Regions from separate parts of the Mus musculus genome. Here region 1 is linked to region 2. The links are chromatin contacts, called in public Hi-C maps. All regions are on one chromosome and are shown on one strand. Each heading gives the region's core, a stretch centred on a gene start, on an enhancer-like site or on the middle of the called end of the contact. The rest is flanking DNA. Distances are from core to core; before and after follow the strand shown. Region 1 overlaps Plcl1 (phospholipase C-like 1). Region 2 overlaps Plcl1 (phospholipase C-like 1).

Region 1 (3,300 bases), core at 129-2,628, 98 kb before region 2:
CTGGGCAGAGGCAGGAGTATCACTGGAAAGTGACTTGCCAGCCTAGCTCTGGGTTCAGTGAGAAACCTTGTCTGAAGAGAACATGCTGCCTCATGAGCCCTGTAACTCCAGTTCCAGGGTACCAGATGTTCTTTTCTATCCTCCTCAGGTACCAGGCATGAATGTGATTCACAAATATCCATGCAGGCGAATACTCATGCACGTAAAAATAAGTACTTCTTTAAAAATAATCCTGGATTAACCTGGAATTCATGTTTAAGGGAATTAGAGGCCAAAAAAAATTAGTTTTTTCCAGGTTTCTGGGAATAAAATAACTTGGTTCAATGTGCAGAACTGTGGGAACTCAGATGAGCAGGGTGAAGGATCGGTTTCAAACAACTGTCTACTTAGAGCCCATGAGAAAAGATAAAAACAAAACCAGAGGTTGCAAACAACAACACTGACCTTATAGTCAAAGGAAGAAGCTCTCCGAGCAGTGGTGGGGCTGAGCAGTGACTGGGAAAGCCCTTGGAGAGGAGGGGGCATTCCTTGAATATGTTAGTTGCTGCCCAAGAGGGATGACACAGTCCACTTCAAACTTAAAATAGTCTCTGAGGAGGGTACAGAGGAACAAAGCAAGGGTTCCTAAATATAAGTGCCTGGACATCTGAAGCTGCAGTTGGATAGAACCCAGAATTGAGCAACATGAAGCCCAAGATGCTGTGATCAAAAGCACTTGCCTTCCTGAAGAGATCTGCTAAACCCTTTTGTGTATATTACATCACCAAATCCGTTTAATCCTCGTCTAAAACCCTGTGCACTAAACATCACTAACCCCATTTTACAGGTGGCAAAAACAAGCCCAAAGGAAACATCCCAAAGAACACCAAGAGTCAAGCACAGGCCTGCCTCATCCTGACTCGAAAACGAGCTAGACAAGGACAGTAATTAAAGAGGAGGAAAGCAACCATGAAGAGCTTACTTCTGGACACTAATGGCTGAAGGTGACAAAACCAGCCTTAAGTATAAGAACTGACATCAGAACTGACATCAACTGGACAGAACCGACATCAACTGGACTTCTCCTTTTCCCAAAAAACAATTGCAACATCACACGACCCTTAGCAAAGGGCAGACAGCATAAACTGTATAAGCTGACTGCTACCAGCACAACTTTTCCCAAGAGAACTCCTCTCTCCAAAATTCCAGGCCACCATCCAAAATTCCAAATACCCTCCCAGAGAGGGAACTCTGAGGTAAACAGATCCCATTCTCAGAGTAACTGGGGAGCCTCTGGCTATGACTCAGGAAATTAGGCACTGCCTTGATTCATCTCTGCAGAGGCTGTTCTGAGGGTTCCCGGGACCACGAGCAGGAAGTGGGCCGGAAGAGATGAATAACTGTCACCCACAGATGGATGTGTGAGCATTCTTGAGGGGTGATAGAGGACACTCAGCAGGTGCTCAGGACACAGGGCACACAGCAAGCTTTACTTCCTCCAGCACATAGATTCAGTGCCCATGGCTGCTGCTTCTGGAAGGGAAAAACTTCAGGAATGAACTTTGAATAATACCTCCTCAAACCAGAAGAGGCAACAAAGGTTTCTGCAGCTATATATGGAAACACTCCTTGGCTCTGCCAAGTACCTAAAGCAAGACTCTGACGTATGAATCATGATCTAAACAACACATTCTGAGTTCAAAACAGTTTCTGAGAGGAAAAAGAGAGAGAGCAAGAGAGAGAGAGAGAGAGAGAGAGAGAGAGAGAGACCAGTTATGCAAATGTGTGCATACCTTTTGGAATAGAAGCCGTGGGAAATACATGTCATTTCCATTTCCTTGAAAGATTTACAGCGGGTCGGGGTGGCCCCTTGGTAGAGCACCTGCCCAGCATGAACAAGACCTAGTTTGATACCCAGCACCTCAAAATAAAATAATCTTCTATATGAGGATTGACAGAAGTTTCCCGTTGGTTGGGGGTTGGCCATTGGCCACTGGGATTTTCTATAAATTTACTGCTATAATTTTATGGTCTTAAATGACCATTAACTTCATTTTTTTTTTCAAAAAAAAGCAGTCATATTTATCCACATTGAGATAATTTTCTTAAAATAATTATAAGAATATCTTATTCAATAAAATGCAACACACTTTTACATAAACCTTGTTTTAAAATCTAGTAATTTTTAAGTGGGATATAAATTTTTAAAAAGCATTTTATAGAAAAATCCCTTTTCTACATGTCAAATGAACAGTATAATCTTTTTGTCCTAACATCAGGTGTCTAGTGTCACTAAATGAAGACGTGGTCAAGAAATACTTATCCTCTTAATTAACCCAGCTCAGGGAATTAAATTAGCATTTACTTCCAGCTGATCTGTAGGGAAATGTACCAGGAAGTCTAGCCATTGCAAGTGGATTAAATGAAGACCTGGGAGGAAGGCTAAGAATAACAACACTTAGAGTCAGTTTCTCCTGAGGCTTGAAGGCCACCACATGGGAGAAATGGTGGACTTCAGAACAGCTCCTAGCAGAGAAAGGATCATCAGACAGAGGTTAGGAGCAGACTTCATTGTCTGTAAGGAACTAAACTACCCTAGCATGCAAAGCTAGAGTGGGCATTCATTCTCCATCGCAAAAAAATACTTAAACAATAACTGCTAACTACCCAATGGGGATTCATCCATACTTTAAGCAGTGGGGGAATAAATCCCTATTCCATATTTGGTCATTCCTAGCATTTACTAATAATTATAATCTCCAAAAAGATGTCCTGTGTGGCCCAAATTCTCATGGCTAATTTTCTCTCCTGAGCATATTGTCTACTTTGGCTATTTCAGTGGAGGGCACCCTCAACCATCTACACAAGCCCCGAAGCTGGTCAGCATCCTGTGCGCATCTCTCTTTTCCTGTGTTGGGAATTGGTTCTAATGTTTTGTCTTATTTCAGCTCCCAAAAGCACATTTCCAGACCTAAAGGTTCCTGCCCCCCAGCTGCCATACAGCCAATGACTGGGCAAGGAGACAGGGCAGGGTGGGATTTTTAGATTGTGGGGACCGGGAGAAGGAGAGGGAGACGGGGGCAGAGAGACAGAGAGGGAGAGTGGGGGAGAGAAGAGAATCGTCACTATGGGGAAGCAGAAAGATGAAACTTAAAGGCCCACAAGGCATGTGAGAATCCAGGAAAGTGGCTGGGTCTAGAGTAGCAGACATGAAATATAGATTTTTAAAAGATATTATGTCAGGAATACCAGAAGGGAGTGTTTGGTAGCTGTGGGGAGGTTTAGAAGTGCCCAGTCATATCAAAATTAGCTGGTGTGTCT
Region 2 (3,030 bases), core at 419-2,918:
ACGTGGTGGGGAGGAAGGACCAGAACACATGGAGAGGAGAAGGCAGCAATCTGGGCAGAAGAGATCCATCAAGGGAGGACAGCAGAACTGGGAAGGACAATGGGAGAGGAGGAAGAACAAAACCAAAAAGAGAAAGTAACAGACTATAAAAAAAGAAAAAAAAATCAATTGTTTACTAAATGAATTATTTAATGCAAAATTTAAATGTATTTGATGATTTTTAGAATGTAAAACTCCAGTATAGTAAAGAATATTGGAGAACATAGAACATAGAATTGATTGTACTTTTACAATACAAACCCCAGTATATGAGGAACCATTTGAGAGCACTGTTCTTATTTTTAGCTGTTTTTATGTTATTTACTTGTTTCCAATGGCCTTGGATCATGTTCTCGCACGTTCATTACCTTCTCCTATCTATCTCCCTCTTCCCTCCTGCTGCTCCCTGACTCTTCTCAAACCTTCACCTTTTGCTTTTCACGGATGCATTCTCTAATCCAGATCTCATATGAAAAGGAATGATAGTATCTGTCTTTCTATTCCTGGTTTATTTCCCTTAACTCACGTTAACCAGTCTCCAATTTCATCCAATTTCCTGAAAGTTACATAATTTCATGCCAAGTAATGTTACCAAATAACACTCCACTGTGTGTGTGTGTGTGTGTGTGTATACACTGTCTTTATTCATTCATCTGTTGATGGGCACCTAGGCTAATTCCATAACAGTGCAGAGGATACCCTGGTGTCTCTGTAGATTCCTTGCAGTGTATGTACAGGAGTGGTATAACTGGATCATATGGCAGATCCATTTCCGGGTTTTTGTGAAATCACCTTACCGACTCCCACGGTAGCTGAACTAATTTACATTGCCACCAGCAGTGAACATGGGTTCCATCACCATGCTCTGTACATCCTGTCCAGCTTTTGTTGTATCATTGGTAATCACCATTCTGAATAGAGCAAGACGAATCTTCATGTCCTTTCGGCTTGTATTTCCTTGATGGTTAAAGATGTTGATTTGTTTTTTTTTTTTTTTTTTTTTTTGTACTTATGGGTAATTTGTACTTCTTCTTTTGGCAACTGTCTGATCTATTTGCCCATTTATTGACTGAGTTTTTGGATGGCTTTTTACTTTTTAATTTTTTTATATAATATGGATTTTTAACCTCCAATTGATTAAAACGCTGGCAAGGCGTTTTCTTCTGTTCCGTAGGCTGTCGAGTTTCTCTGGCAATTGTTTCATTTGCTGTGCAGAAGCTTTTCCAATTTCATGGAATCCTGATTATAAATTTGTTATCATTTCCTGAACAGCTAGAGTAACATTCCAAAACTGTGCCCATGCCTACATCTTCAAGTGTTTTTCCTTCGTTTTCCTCTAGCCATCCTAAAGTTTCAAGTTTTACATTAAGAAAACAATACGTTTTATATTATTGCTTTTTATGCAGAGTGAGAACTATAGATCTAGTTTTACTTTTTTTGCATATGGATACCCAGGCGACCTGCCACCATGCTTTGGGAACTTTGTGGGCAATCCAGGGGCCGAGGCTGCAAAGGTTTACTTCTGAGTCTTCTATTGCATTGGTCTCCATCTCTTTATGCCAGTCACAGGATGGTTTGCTACTTTGGCTCAGAGCAGAACTTGAAATCAGCAGTTGTGGTACTTCAACATCAAAGCAGAGCTCTTGGGGCTGACTAGATTCAAATGTCAGCTCCAGAAATGACTCATTAGCTGGGTGAGTAAGACACAATTTGATTCCTGAGGAACTTTAAGGAGAGTTTCTGATACATCAGAAAAAAAAAAAAACTATTCCTTCACCGTTACTTACTATCTACCTAACCGCAAAGGGTGAGGGCCAGCAGACTCACCAGAAGTATAGGATAACTGGTTAAATTTAAATTTTATTTAAACAGTGAACAGTAGTTGTACGAGGCATACACTAAACTACTATGTGTTGTTTAAATGAAATGTAAGTTTCACTCTGCGTCCTGTACTTCATCTGGCAACCCAAGTGTAGCACTTCTCCTAATACTAGCTACTTTTCCTTCCTCTACTAAGCAAGCACACCATAGCAGTAGCATCAGAGGTCATGCTTTGTGCTGCGTGGCATGTCATTACACAGTCAGCTAGCAGCCCTTGTGAAGAATGGAAATAGATTTAATAGAATTTCTAACTTTTGAAAGGAAGTCGTAACTATTTGTAGAACTGTTTCAGGATAGTCAAAGACTCTCTGTTCCCATCTGTTCTTGATGTTTCTTCAAAGGACATGAATGTTTTCAGTAGCTGCTTTTACACAATTGGAGATGGTTAGAATATTTAATGATGAAGCTATGCACATACTTATAAAACTGGTCACAGCAAATTCACTCTCTGCCCATACATACACATTTAACATCACAATGTGGATTTTTAAATAAAGTTCCAGGACATGACAATCCTGTGAATTTTAACAAGATTTTATCTAAACTTCCACCTTAGGGACCAGAATAATCACTCACAGTTAAGAGCACATATTGCTCTTGTAGAAGACTTGGGTTGGACAACCAGCACCCATGTAGTGGCTCACAACCACCTCCAACTCTAGTTACAGGGGTTCCAATGCCCTCTTCTGGCTTCCAAGGACACTGCATGCATGTGGTAAAAATAAACTCAGGCAAGCACACACACATAAAAATAAATCTTCAAACTTCTAAATTAGCGTGAATGAATATTTTTGTCTGTACTTGATTTTTAAAGTATAATCATCCAAGCACTAAGAATTTTGAAGCCTCTGTTAAATACCATTTTATTTAATCAAAGATATATATTGAAATAAAAAAGAAAAGAAAACTTGAAACTTGACATTTTAATGTTCAATTTAAAAATATAAAGGGCATAAACAAAATGTTTTAAGCATTTCTTTTTTAGTGTCACTAAATTTTAGTTTGAACTCAAAGGTAATTTTGATCATTGAGAGACTTCAGCATAAGGAAGGTGTCTATGTAATGTTGACACCATTACAAAGCAACATCAGCCAATGAACCCGCGAATCT

The links. Hi-C and Micro-C count contacts between places; a contact is called where the count stands out from the background.
Region 1: a contact with region 2 is called in a Hi-C map of Th1 cells, with 4 times the contacts expected there. The contact joins two enhancer-like sites. A contact is called at or near these places in 11 of 484 Hi-C or Micro-C datasets (DN3 thymocytes, LSK cells, Th1 cells and 7 more) and 4 of 115 datasets of contacts at active chromatin or transcription factors (CD8 T cells, T-cell acute lymphoblastic leukemia and microglia).

The regions. Positions count from the first base shown.
Region 1 is chr1:55,527,044-55,530,343 of GRCm38.p6, reverse strand. The region is part of intron 1 of Plcl1 (phospholipase C-like 1); the gene reads right to left. Among named protein-coding and RNA genes, the nearest start is that of Gm39642, 16 kb to the right of the region's middle. Within about 2 kb of position 1,378, at least 122 of the 459 cell types and tissues checked have an H3K27ac peak or open chromatin away from gene starts, as enhancers often do. A contact at or near this core is called in Th1 cells, Th2 cells, adipose-derived mesenchymal stem cells and 1 more, where this site is marked.
Region 2 is chr1:55,429,484-55,432,513 of GRCm38.p6, reverse strand. All of the region lies in intron 1 of Plcl1 (phospholipase C-like 1), which reads right to left. Among named protein-coding and RNA genes, the nearest start is that of Plcl1, 25 kb to the right of the region's middle. Within about 2 kb of position 1,668, at least 19 of the 459 cell types and tissues checked have an H3K27ac peak or open chromatin away from gene starts, as enhancers often do. A contact at or near this core is called in Th1 cells, Th2 cells, adipose-derived mesenchymal stem cells and 1 more, where this site is marked.